Linked DNA regions of Sus scrofa: region 1 is linked to region 2. A link is a contact called in public HiChIP or PLAC-seq data. All regions are on one chromosome and are shown on one strand. Each heading gives the region's core, a stretch centred on a gene start, on an enhancer-like site or on the middle of the called end of the contact. The rest is flanking DNA. Distances are from core to core; before and after follow the strand shown.

What was found. HiChIP or PLAC-seq counts read pairs in DNA pulled down with a chosen protein or histone mark.
Region 1: a contact with region 2 is called in an H3K27ac HiChIP or PLAC-seq map of skeletal muscle. The contact joins two enhancer-like sites. A contact is called at or near these places in 1 of 47 Hi-C or Micro-C datasets (embryonic fibroblasts) and 2 of 2 datasets of contacts at active chromatin or transcription factors (alveolar macrophages and skeletal muscle).

What each region holds. Positions count from the first base shown.
Region 1 is chr13:126,094,512-126,100,656 of Sscrofa11.1, reverse strand. All of the region lies in intron 4 of LPP (lipoma-preferred partner), which reads right to left. Among named protein-coding and RNA genes, the nearest start is that of MIR28, 180 kb to the left of the region's middle. Within about 2 kb of position 2,291, at least 18 of the 83 cell types and tissues checked have an H3K27ac peak or open chromatin away from gene starts, as enhancers often do. A contact at or near this core is called in skeletal muscle, where this site is marked.
Region 2 is chr13:125,884,060-125,889,638 of Sscrofa11.1, reverse strand. All of the region lies in intron 2 of LPP (lipoma-preferred partner), which reads right to left. Among named protein-coding and RNA genes, the nearest start is that of LPP, 100 kb to the right of the region's middle. Within about 2 kb of position 3,913, at least 12 of the 83 cell types and tissues checked have an H3K27ac peak or open chromatin away from gene starts, as enhancers often do. A contact at or near this core is called in skeletal muscle, where this site is marked.

The DNA of each region.
Region 1 (6,145 bases), core at 1,042-3,541, 210 kb before region 2:
TCACACCAAGTCATATCTCCTCTCAGCATTAGTCCTGCATATGAAATAGAAGAATAAGAATACAAACTGCAAAGGGATACTCTGAAAACAAAGTGGGCTGAGGTCTTGGGAACAACATGTCCAATAGAACACTAAGGGTACAGAAGGTCTTAGTGTGTTCTGTAAATGAGAGGATTGCAGGATTATACTAAGTGAGCTGAGACCCTACAGATATTAAGTAACAAGTCTTGGTCTCAGGATGAGGCTAGAGTTGAGTGGCTAAAGATAGGTCCTATCCTATAAGAAAGAAAAGGCTGAGGTTTGAAGGAAAGCTGAGCCTCCTCTGGGGACAGAAGCACCTCAGACCCCCATTAAAAGGGAAAATCCTGGAGTTCCTGCCGTGGCGCAGCGGTTAACAAATCTGACTAGGAACCATGAGGTTGCGGGTTCGATCCCTGGCCTTGCTCAATGGGTTAAGGATCCGGCATTGCCGTGAGCTGTGGTGTAGGTCGCAGACGCGACTCGGATCCCGAGTTGCTATGGGTCTGGCGTAGGCCGGCGGCTACAGCTCTGATTAGATCCCTAGTCTGGGAACCTCCATATGCCGCGGGAGCGGCCCTAGAAATGGCAAAAAGACCAAAAAAAAAAAAAAAAGGGAAAATCCTTAGCCCCCCACCCACCTTTCCAGATTTACCAAATCTGAACCTTTGGGAGCAGGGCCTAGTGATCTGCATTTAACAAACCCTTTGCAAGCCTCACCCGAATTCTTTCCCATACTTGATTTGAAATCTGCTGGCCTGGAATTTGGATATCAGGTGCTAATGCAAGTGCTAACAATAACCAGAATGATTTAATTAAAATCCCACAACTCTGAACACATTTAAGGAGAGCTCTTTACTAATGTATTCTAACCCAGTTCCCAGGGACAGGGAAAAGACTTTTCTCTCATTTGACAGTTTCACATTCTCACCCACGGTGCCAACAGAGCAAACACAATCCACTTCACTTGTCCTCATCTGTACAAATGGCAACCACATTTACCACCCTGAAGGGGTGCTGTGACTTTCCATTTTACTAGTGTTTATAAAGTCTTCTGATAAATCAACTGTAAGTTGGCATTATTCATAGCACCCTGTTGGAGATTAATACATATTCAATTAAAAAACATTGACAACAATACAGCAATATCCACAAATTAGCATTCATTACAGCAATGTATTATTCTCACCCTACCATCACAATTTTATATAAGTAGAGTTGTTTATATCTGGAGACTGTATAGTCCCTCTCCTTAATGAGGCGTAATCTTTTCTCTACGGTATCAACATTTCCTTTAGTAAGGTTCACATTGCACTTAGCTCAGAGTTCTCACTTTTCAGAGGAACTTCCTATTTGGTAAACACTAGGATAGGAAGCAAATATCTCTTTACTGAAGAAAGTCACGATCCTGAAAAGTATCTCAGACTCCTCCATTTGTCATTCCTTCCTCTTTCCCAATGACTCTGGACTCTAGCCAACCTTCACCATGGTCATGGCCATCACCCTAATGCAGGGTCTGGTCTGCCTCAATTCATACAGTAGACTCCAAACCACCCTACCATTGCCTCTTCTGACCAAGGCCTGCTCTGTTATAGAAAATCCATCTAAATAGAGACCAGGTGGGAGTTCCCATTGTGGCTCAGTGGTAACAACCCCAACTAGTATCCATGAGGACACAGGTTCAATCCCTGACCTCACTCAGTGGGTTAAGGATCTGGTGTTGCCATGAGTGGTGGTGTAGGTTGCAGATGCTGCTCAGATCCTGCGTGGTTGTGGTGTAGGCTGGCAGCTGCAGCTCTGATTCGACCCCTAGCCTGGGAACTTCCAAATGCTGCACATGCGGTGCTAAAGAAAGAAAAAAAGAAAAGAACAATAGAATAAAATAAATAGAGACCAGGTGTTTATCCTGTCTTTCATAAGATTCTTTACTGTTCTCTTATGAGAACTAACACAGTCTCAGATTAGAAAAATCCCCAAAATGTCATCTAAACAGCTAAAGAGAAGCAATTTACATATTTGAATTGGGGGAGTGGCTGTTAGGCACTCAGGGAAAGAAGAGCTGAGACTCAGGCAGGAGCAACAGTTTAAGCAAAGGGCTGTGACACTAGGTGTCTCTATCTATATAGTTCAGGATTCAGTTTTCTCCAGGGGCACCATCTGGTAGGTGGCTAAGACTCCACTGACGGAGGAATTCACCCTCCCCTCCCCCAGCCTTCCCTGGCCTCTCTCTCAGGCACCAGAGCACATTGTGCTGTACTTGGTTTTGCTGACTGCAGTTTCCTCCTCTGCATGAGCCTTTGACATGCATAGTTGAGGTTGAGGAATCTGTGCCTAGTGGGTTTGAGGTTTCATCAAGAGGAAAAGAAGGAACTTACGTGATTTCACTAAGTAACTATTTTCACTACAAAAAATTCCCATATTTATTTTTTCCCTGTTTGAAATGGTACTAAGGAAACACATGCCAGACTGCCATGAACAGGACTGTACTTTTCAAACAGTAGCAAGGGCTAAAAATAGAAAAGCTTGATTTCCTCAAGATGTATATAACTTCCTCTCCCATTTGCTTTCCCCACCACACTGAACCAAGGCACAGCAGTGTACATGTTGGACCCTTTGTATGTTTACAACAGTATTAAAAGCATCAAAAGGGTGATAAGCCCATGTATAATCCATACTCCATAGATGTTTCCAGAGAATTCTTATGGCCAAAACAAGGAATGAATCAAAAATCCACAACTATCAACCACATATCCCTTAATGAGGTTAAAGACTATGGGTGATGGAGGAATGTGAGCTGTAATCCAGCCTTCAAACAGTTTCTAAAAGGGGAATAAACAAGAGGATAATTGAAAACATTCAAACCTGTAAGTCCAGAAACCTCCATCTGGGGTTGAGGCCAGCTCTCCTACCAAATGTGTCATCTGGGGCAGCTGACTTAAGAAATCTAGGTATCCATTTCTGCATCACAGGAAAGATGAGCTGGATTATGAGCCTTTAAAAGGTGAGGCTCTACAATTCGTGATGTTAAGTGATTTCTATAGGTCTCCCCTATGGCATATTTTGATTCTGGCTTTATGATATATAGTTTGTAGTTACATAGCATAATTAAATCAGTCCCAAAAAAGGCATATATTCAGTGGCAGGAAAATGAAACGTAATTAACTGATTTATACATTAACTAATACATTGTAGCCTTTACTATGAACCAGATACTACTGGATACTCTAAATTCTTTACCTTAATTAATCTTCAAAATGACTTTCTAAGCTATTGTTCCCATTTTTCATGTGAAGATGGAACACAACTGATAAGTAATAGAGTAGGGCTTCCTGGCACTATACCAAACCACCCTGTCAATAGGGTCTGGAAGCAAAGAAGGGAGAGATCAGGATGAGCTGGTGGTATTAGAGGGTATGGATCAAGCTTTAAAAAAATGGGGAGTATTTCTCATCAGCTGAGAGATGAGGATGCTTCAGGGAGCAAGAAACACACAAGGGAAATTAACTCGGCATGAGAAGTTGACAATGAGGACATTGGTCTCACAAAAGAGAAGACAGAAAGAGCACAGTGGGAGGTGAAGTGTGTTTAAAGGTCTTGGAGTACTCTGAAAATCAACCAAGAGGGGAAATTTAATGTAGCAGTCAGCAAAAAGCCATAGGATGAAAATAAAAATTTTTGAAGACTAATTGGGTTAGCGAAGTACAGCTGAAGGAGGGGAGGGACCCATAAAGCAATGAGTTCTATTGTGAGATGGAGAAGGAATGAGATAGGATATCATACTGGGAAATGAAGAGACTAGAACAAACCTGAAACTCATTTTGAACAAATACATACAGATAGATAGATGACAGATAAATAGACAGACAGACAGATAGACAGATAGACAGCTCAGATGTTGGTGATAGATAATATTTTAAAAGTAAGACATATTAATAATGACCACAGATTTTAGAATTTAAGAGACAATGAAATACCTCTAATAGAATGAAAGTTTTGGGGGAAGAGGATGAGTAGAATTTGTGGACATGTTGAATGCAAAGAAGGTGAAGGTCTTCCCTGTGGAAAGATTTTCTATGAATAAATGGCACAAACATTGTCAAAGGAAGACATAGTGCCAAGAATCATAACTAACCAGTTCAAGCCATTGAGTAGACAGGGATCGAAGTTGACTCTATGAAAGTTGGGACTTCTACAGAGAGAAGACAGAAGGTCAAAAGGGAGAAGACTGAGTGGCTACCTAAAAAATTAGGGACAGAAAAAAAGAACAGGGTTCTGAGAGAACAGTTTCAGATCTAGCAGAGGAAACGTGGAAGTTCATTTTTAGTGAAAATTGGTGGAAGAAGGAGGTTCAAACCATTAAAAGTGTTTCCTGCCTAACAGAGGTAGAAGAACTTGTCAGAAAAAGGGCAGTCATTGGAGAATCAGGGGAGGTGGCAGAAACATGCAAGAACCATTTCAACAGAGTTGAAATGACTTAAGTTCATGATAATCTGGGGTTTAAATCCCAGTTTAGGGAAAGAAACAGGGTGGGAGAAGGAAAGGGCGAAAATTTCACTGACAGAATCTATAATAACAGAATTACTTCTTGGTAGTAGTCACCAGGCCCCAAACTGGTTTCTATCTCCACTGGATCAGAAGAGAATTAAAGTGACACTGTATGGCTTTCAATGAGCTAAAAGGAAATGATAACAATCCAACAGGCACATTTCAACTTAAGAAAATGGCTTGTTGGAAAATGAAAATAAAAATGGTGAAGTCTCCTAGATGTGCACAGTAAATACTCTTCTGGTGCACTATTTTTTATTTAAGTGTTTCATCATCTCTCAATGGAATATCTGAGCCTGAGCCAGGCAGGTCCTCTGTGAAGTTCTGAGGCAGGTCATATGAAGTCAGGATCTTGACTCTCAAGTCCCCATATCATAGTTAGCTATGGCTTGAATCCTCATATCTCTGTCCAGGGGAAAGTTGCTATTCTCTTTTTCAATATACATCATACATCCAATATACCATTGAAAGCCATGGAATTACTTATTGCTCTAAATAGAGAATTCATAATAGAATAGAAGCATATGGACTTTAAAATAATGTTACAAAAAATATATTTTTTAAGGTAAAGCTTTACTTACTGATGTAGACAGTGCTATCAAAATGGGTTATTTTCATCTGAGTGTCCCCAAAAAAACAGAAGATAAGAGAAATAGAATTTTCACACTTAATTCTAAGACCAAAAAAATGGAAAGATTTGGGTCTTAGGAATGATCTGCCCCCCAAAATATAACAACATATCATCTCAATGTGTCATCTACAGTTCAAAACAGGAGGTGGTTGTAGGACAGGCACAGACTCCTTTAAACACTAAAGGAAATGAAACAAACTATAGGGAAAAGATGGAATGGCTGAGCTGCTGCTCACTCTCTCTTTCTCTCTCTGGGGGACTCTCATAAACCGAATCCTTTACCTCCAGTAAAGCTACATTTCTTACAAAGTGAATCTTCTCTTTCTTGTGTCACCCTTATCCCCAAGTTTAAAAAAACAAACAAAAAACAAACAAAAAAACCCCACAGAAACATAGTTTATACCAGGCACCACCAATTTGACTTTTTCCTGCAGTAATAAAAATGGACATCTTTACTAAATTTTATTGGTGAAATAAATGTAAAAACAAATTTATAATGTTGGAAAGAATTCCATTTTAAAGGCCTACAAACAGCTTTCCTATATTTTAATGTCAAAGTACAATTCTCCAATCTGTAAAGACGCAAACAGTTTTTAAAAGGCTGAAGACAATATTGTAACAGAGTATTCTACAAATGAACTCATAAGACCACAGACTACCAAGTAATGATACTACCTAGAGAGGAACATGACAATTGGTATTTTCTATCCTTCACTGAAAAATAATATAAAGGAAGAGTAACAATAAAGCAGTGATGCTGAAAGAGAAAGAAACGGACTTGCATAACTCAGAAAAATGTAGGGTCTCATCACTACTAGGACACCTAATACAATGGAAACCTGTAATATTACCTCTCCTCTGCTAGCCTCAATCCCTTCACTAACACACGATGGAGAATTATCCCTACCTTCCCCTTCATAAGTTATTTAAATGTTCAAGGGAGATAAAGTA
Region 2 (5,579 bases), core at 2,664-5,163:
TCTACCACACACACAATATTGTTTCTATTTTCTTGCGTTTATTAGAAGGTATTATACCCACAAAGGATAAGTCTTTATTTGTTCATTTACTCAATTTAAATATAGCTCAATAAGCACCTAGTATTAAGCACCCTACTTTCAAAGAGCCAATATTCTAGCAGGGGAGAGCAAACCAATCCATTAGAAACTGTAAAGCAAGGTTGATGGCAATATGTCAATGGAAGGGTGAGGGTGGCAGAAGTAACAGACCTTCCCGAGTTCAGAAACTGTGTCCCTGGCACAAAAGATGCTCTGTAAAAATTTGTTAAAGGAATGAAGAATGTGAATGAGTAAAGAAGGAAATGGATAAAAATGCACTTGAAATTGTCCTTAAAAGGATGATGAGGAGTTGGACAGTCAGAAATGAAATGAGAGAGCCAACTTGTTAAAAGTGAGAATCATAGCTGCACAGAGGCAGCAAAATGAGGTGACCGTCTCAGGAATGACTCAAAGTCTAATGCAAAAGGGATGTGCTATTGGTGGAAGAGCTGGAAACGTACCAATTTAATAAACAAGTAAAGCACTTTCTATGTGATGGATTACGACCAAGTCACTGGTAAACCTTTACAAATTCTAACGCACTTAATCCCCAGAACAATCCTGTTCCCAATTTACACATGAAGAAACTGAAACAGAGAGGGTCAGTAACCTGCCCAGGTAACAGTGCTATTAGTAGTGGAGCAGTCTGGCTGCCAAGTCTGGCTCTTAACTGCTACATTTTTACATCTTTTTATTATATCAATGTCAAGGATATATCATAGAGGGCCTTAAATGCCAAGCAGAAGTCCATGATTGGTTCTATATGCAAAAGGAAACATCTGAAGGTTTGGGGAGCTAGAATGATAAGGTCACATCTAGAGAGAATTAATAATTTGTATCCATGTATGAGACTCATTGGAACTCATGAGTGAATTAGAGACTAAGATGAATCAACCCCAACATCACCCACTGCCCTACCCCCAGCCAGTAACACACTCTTATTATCACTGTTTCATTGTTAGGTACAGTTTAACAAAATAGGCAGCAATTTTTTTCCGTGTACACTCAGACCCTGAAATTTGATTTTACATTGAAAAAGACTGTTCCCATCTAGTTTCTGTGCCCAGGATTCCGTGCAGCCTGCCATGATAGAGGGACAGCATGGCGGCAGTCAGCAGTGAATGGCCTCTTGGTCCAGCCAGAACATTCTGACAGGCAGGATTGTGCATGTGCTTAATAGTCACCAAAATAGCTCAGCAAGAGGATGCAGGAAAAAAAAAAAAAAAAAAAACTGCACTCTTTAGAATTGACGTGTTTTTCCTTTTCTCTCTCCATCCATATTTCTATGACCTAGTACAGAGGCATCATTGTAGAAAAGAAAGAGCACTGAACAAGAATTTAGGAGACCTCGGCTGAAGGGTTGATTCCCACTTTTTTTTTTAACATAATCTTGGATAAGTTCTAAACCTCAGTTTTTCTATCAGCAAAATGAGAGGTTGGTTCTTAACAAGAGTGATCGATGCCCTTTGTGTGATTGTGTGTATGTGTGTGTGAGATTGGGAGGTGTCAAAAGAGAGAAAGTGCATTTTGGTTAAAATATGATTTTTTAATCTTGAACACTTTAAAAATGTTATGTAAAGTAGAGCTGAGAACTAGGTTGTGGAGAGTGAGTTCAGTTAAAAAACCTGGGGTCACAAAGCCAAACAGACCTCCACAAATAAAGTGTCAGAGTAGTTACCTGTCAAGGGTGAGATTACAGGTGGTTTTCCTTTTCTTTTATACTTTCCTGTACATTCTAAATTTAAAACAGGAGCACATGTTACTTTTACCAAAATAACCACTATTTTTAATATTAATTTTATTACTAATTAATTCTAATAATAACCAGAATCATATTGCAGGGAATATCGGGAGAGTGCAGCAGCTCAATAACAATGATTGTCATCACTGTCCCCTGGGCTCCCACTCACCCACCCATGGCAGCACTTGGGGCTTCTAGGTGTTTGCACTTTGGCCAGGTTGAACCCAGAAGGGAAGGAGCAGCATCTCAGATTCTTGATCCCTGCACCAAGCACAGTGCTGGCTCCATTCGAAACACTTAGACAGTATGTCCTCAATTAACAAAGGACCTTTCTTGGAACTACTATAGAGGTAAAGCTGATACTATCCAATTATATCTAAAGAAATATTTTTAATCATGAAGCCATGAGTATACATACATTTCATTAAATATATATACATATATATACAAAGAAGGTTTTAAATATTACCACCATTCTTTAAGAACATTACACTTTGAGTGTGAGAGGTCTACATTTATTGAAATTAAAATGTTTTCAAGCCATGTTGTTTAGTGAAAAGGTACATCATAGAAAAGCCTGCAATTACTCATTCATGTAAATATGGGTATGCCTGTATCTATACTACACACACACACACACACACACGCATATATACACATATATACATACACACACAAAAAGAGAGATTTTAAAACGTGTTTTCCAAAACTTCAACAATAATTTTCACTAAAGAATGAATTTGGAGAGATTTCTATTCTCTTCTTCGTACTTTTCTTCATTGTTCGAATTTTCTCTGGTGCTCAGAAAACATTTTCTAAAAAAATAATAAAACTACTTAAAAATAAAAGTGAACAAGATAAAAACTTAAAAAGAGAGAAAAAATAAAAATAAAACCACACCCACCAGCCCATGCATTTGCCCAAACATGCTTTCTAAACACAAATCTTACTTCCCCAACAGCTTCATCTGGTATACACACAATACACTGTGAGAGGGGGTCCCTCAATCTTTAAAATTACCCCCTCCTCTTTTTGCATAACTAGTAAAAATCCATTACTGTGGGTGAAAATATTGCAAGGACAATGGACTGTACACCAAGATGAAGTGATTGCTGTAGGCTCAGAGCATCTTCCAATAAAGGAGCAAGAGCCATGGAGGCCTCTCATAGGACGTGTTTCCAGCCCCTCTCACTGCCCTTAGCCAGGCCTGCCACCTGGCCCCCTCCAGTGGCCACCCCAAAATCTCACCACCATACTCCAGACACACTGTCTTACGAAACACTGGCTTCATCCAATGTCATCTATGTGGCTGTTGTTGAGACAGTTGTTTAAAAAAAAAAAAAAAAGAGTACAAGCACTTGTAAATGTACAGTGCTCAACCACAGTGCAGCCAGTGAAGACCTTCTTGAGCTGTACCAATGGTGGCAATATCTATTTTGGTTTAGTTTCAGTAATGATGATGATGATAAAAACAGCCCACATAATAACAACTATAGCCCACCCACTGGACACACCGAACCTGACACAAGTTATAAAAAATACAAAAAAGCAAGCTCTGGGAGTTCTGGTCATGGCTCAGTGGTAACGAACCCAACTAGGATCTAAAAGAATATGGGTTCAATGCCTGGCCTTGCTCAGTGGGTTAAGCTGTGAGCTGTGGTCGAAGACATGGCTCAGATCCCACATTGCTGTGCCTGTGGTGTAGGCCAGCAGCCGTAGCTCCTATTGTACCCCTAGCCTGGGAACTTCTGTAAGCAGCAGGTATGGCCCTAAAAAGCCAAAAGGAAAAAAAAAAAAAAAAAAAAGCAAACTCTCTCCTCCAAATACAGCACCCTGCATTATCATGTACTGTTAAAATAGAACAGGTTTTATTAATAATAAGAGAAGGTATTAGAGGTGGTTTTTATTTTCTTCTTTAGCCCTCTGAAATTTCCAATTTTCCTGCATGAGAACGCATTGCTTTTATACTTTAAAAGGGGGGAGGGGAGTGGTCATTTTAAAAGACACGTAAACAACCACTGCCATAAATAAGCCAAGGCTCTTCTTTCACAGAGTTTAAACATGAGCCTTCCTCGCCAGGGAGCCTGCAGGGGATATTCTGTAACTAGGTCACCGGATTTCACTCCATCACAGTAGACCTCTCCAAATGTTCACCAAAGCTACCAACATCTCTTGAGGTTAATTTTTGACAACTGCTGAATTGAGCTAAAAGTAACACATTTATTCAAAAAACATTTAGGGAATGCCTCCAATATTCTTGGCACCGCAGGAGACATCAGAATTGGGGCTGCCCCACCCTCTAGAAGCTTACAGAGGGGAAGAATTACACACACGCATAAATAAGAATAGCTCAAGGTACAATGCGACAAGTTCTAAAAGTGTTCCCACTCAAAGCAGTGTGGGGTTCTAGGAAAGAAAAGGTTATTTCTAGCCACTGGGATGAGGGACAGAGGTAATGTTTCACCAGGGTAAGAAGGGAACAAAGGCTGGGATCAGGCAGATCCTGGCCCAGGGTACAGTTCAGCTGGCTGGAGCCCAGGGACAGTAAAGAGTGGCCTTAATTCTAGAGAGAAAGACTGGCATCAGATGATGGAAAGAACTCAGAGTGCCAGGCTGAGAGTCTGGGTATACTTCCACCAAAGCAAGATGGAGTCCCTCTGTATGTGTACTGTGTACATAGTCATCTCCTCAATTGAAACCATTCTCTTCCATGTAGTAGTAAATTAAGTCAGTGAACAAAAAGTAACGAGGCTATAAACATATATCCAACTAGTGTAAATAAGCCACAATAGGCTCAGGAGTAAAATTGTTGGATGTGACTATGAATACACCAAACTAGAAAACACACTACTTCAATGCTGAAAATCTGGTATGGGGGCAGGAGGGTGATGAAGGGAGAATGAATTAGGAAGGAAGATAGCAAAACCAAAGTTCTTTCTTTTGGTTGCTCCCAATGATCCTAACCAAAGTGGCTCATTCCCATCCTAACGCCACTGATATCAGCATCTATATCCATTCCTGTAGCACCCTCTCCAAAGTCAAAGACACCTCAAAAAAGGCACGAATATTTTTGGTGTGTAAATTCTGCCTCTTGATAGAATAAGACTGAGGGTTCGCTGGGATCAGAAGAAGGTATACATATCAACGAAAGACTAAAGAGAGAGCTTTTCTGTCATTAAAGCACTGATTATGGCTGAACATTGGAATCCTCTGAAATGCTTTTTTTTTTTTTTTTTTAATGCTGAGACCTAGGGTCCCATCCCCACCCATTTAAATCAGAATATCTAGAAGGCAGGACCCAGGGATGGTTATAATTAAAATCTCCCCAGGTGATTTTACTGTGCAGCCAGGACTGGGAGTCATTGCTAAAAGTCTGGATAAAATGCTCGCAGGAAAGCAAGACAGCAAATAAAAGAACTGACTGTTCAGCTCAAGCAGTGCAGTATTCCCAATCACACACCAGCTCCTTTTCAAGGCTTCCTTCCCTGTGGTTGGGGAGTTCAGAGTGAGCTTTTTATAGAGGGGTGTGATTTTTCCCCTTTTTCTGTCTGCAGATGCCACAAGAGGGTCTTCTGCATCACGTAATCAATGAAGGTGTGTCCCCATATCAGAATACAAGTCAAGGGACACCTGGGCAGCAGGAGCCAGCACTGGCCCATGCAAAGTTTTTCCCACCAATAGGACAGGGGAAGGAAGAGCATAGGGATCTCAGTTTCCAGCCTTCAATGTTGAGGCAATATGGAAGTATATAGGTAGGGTA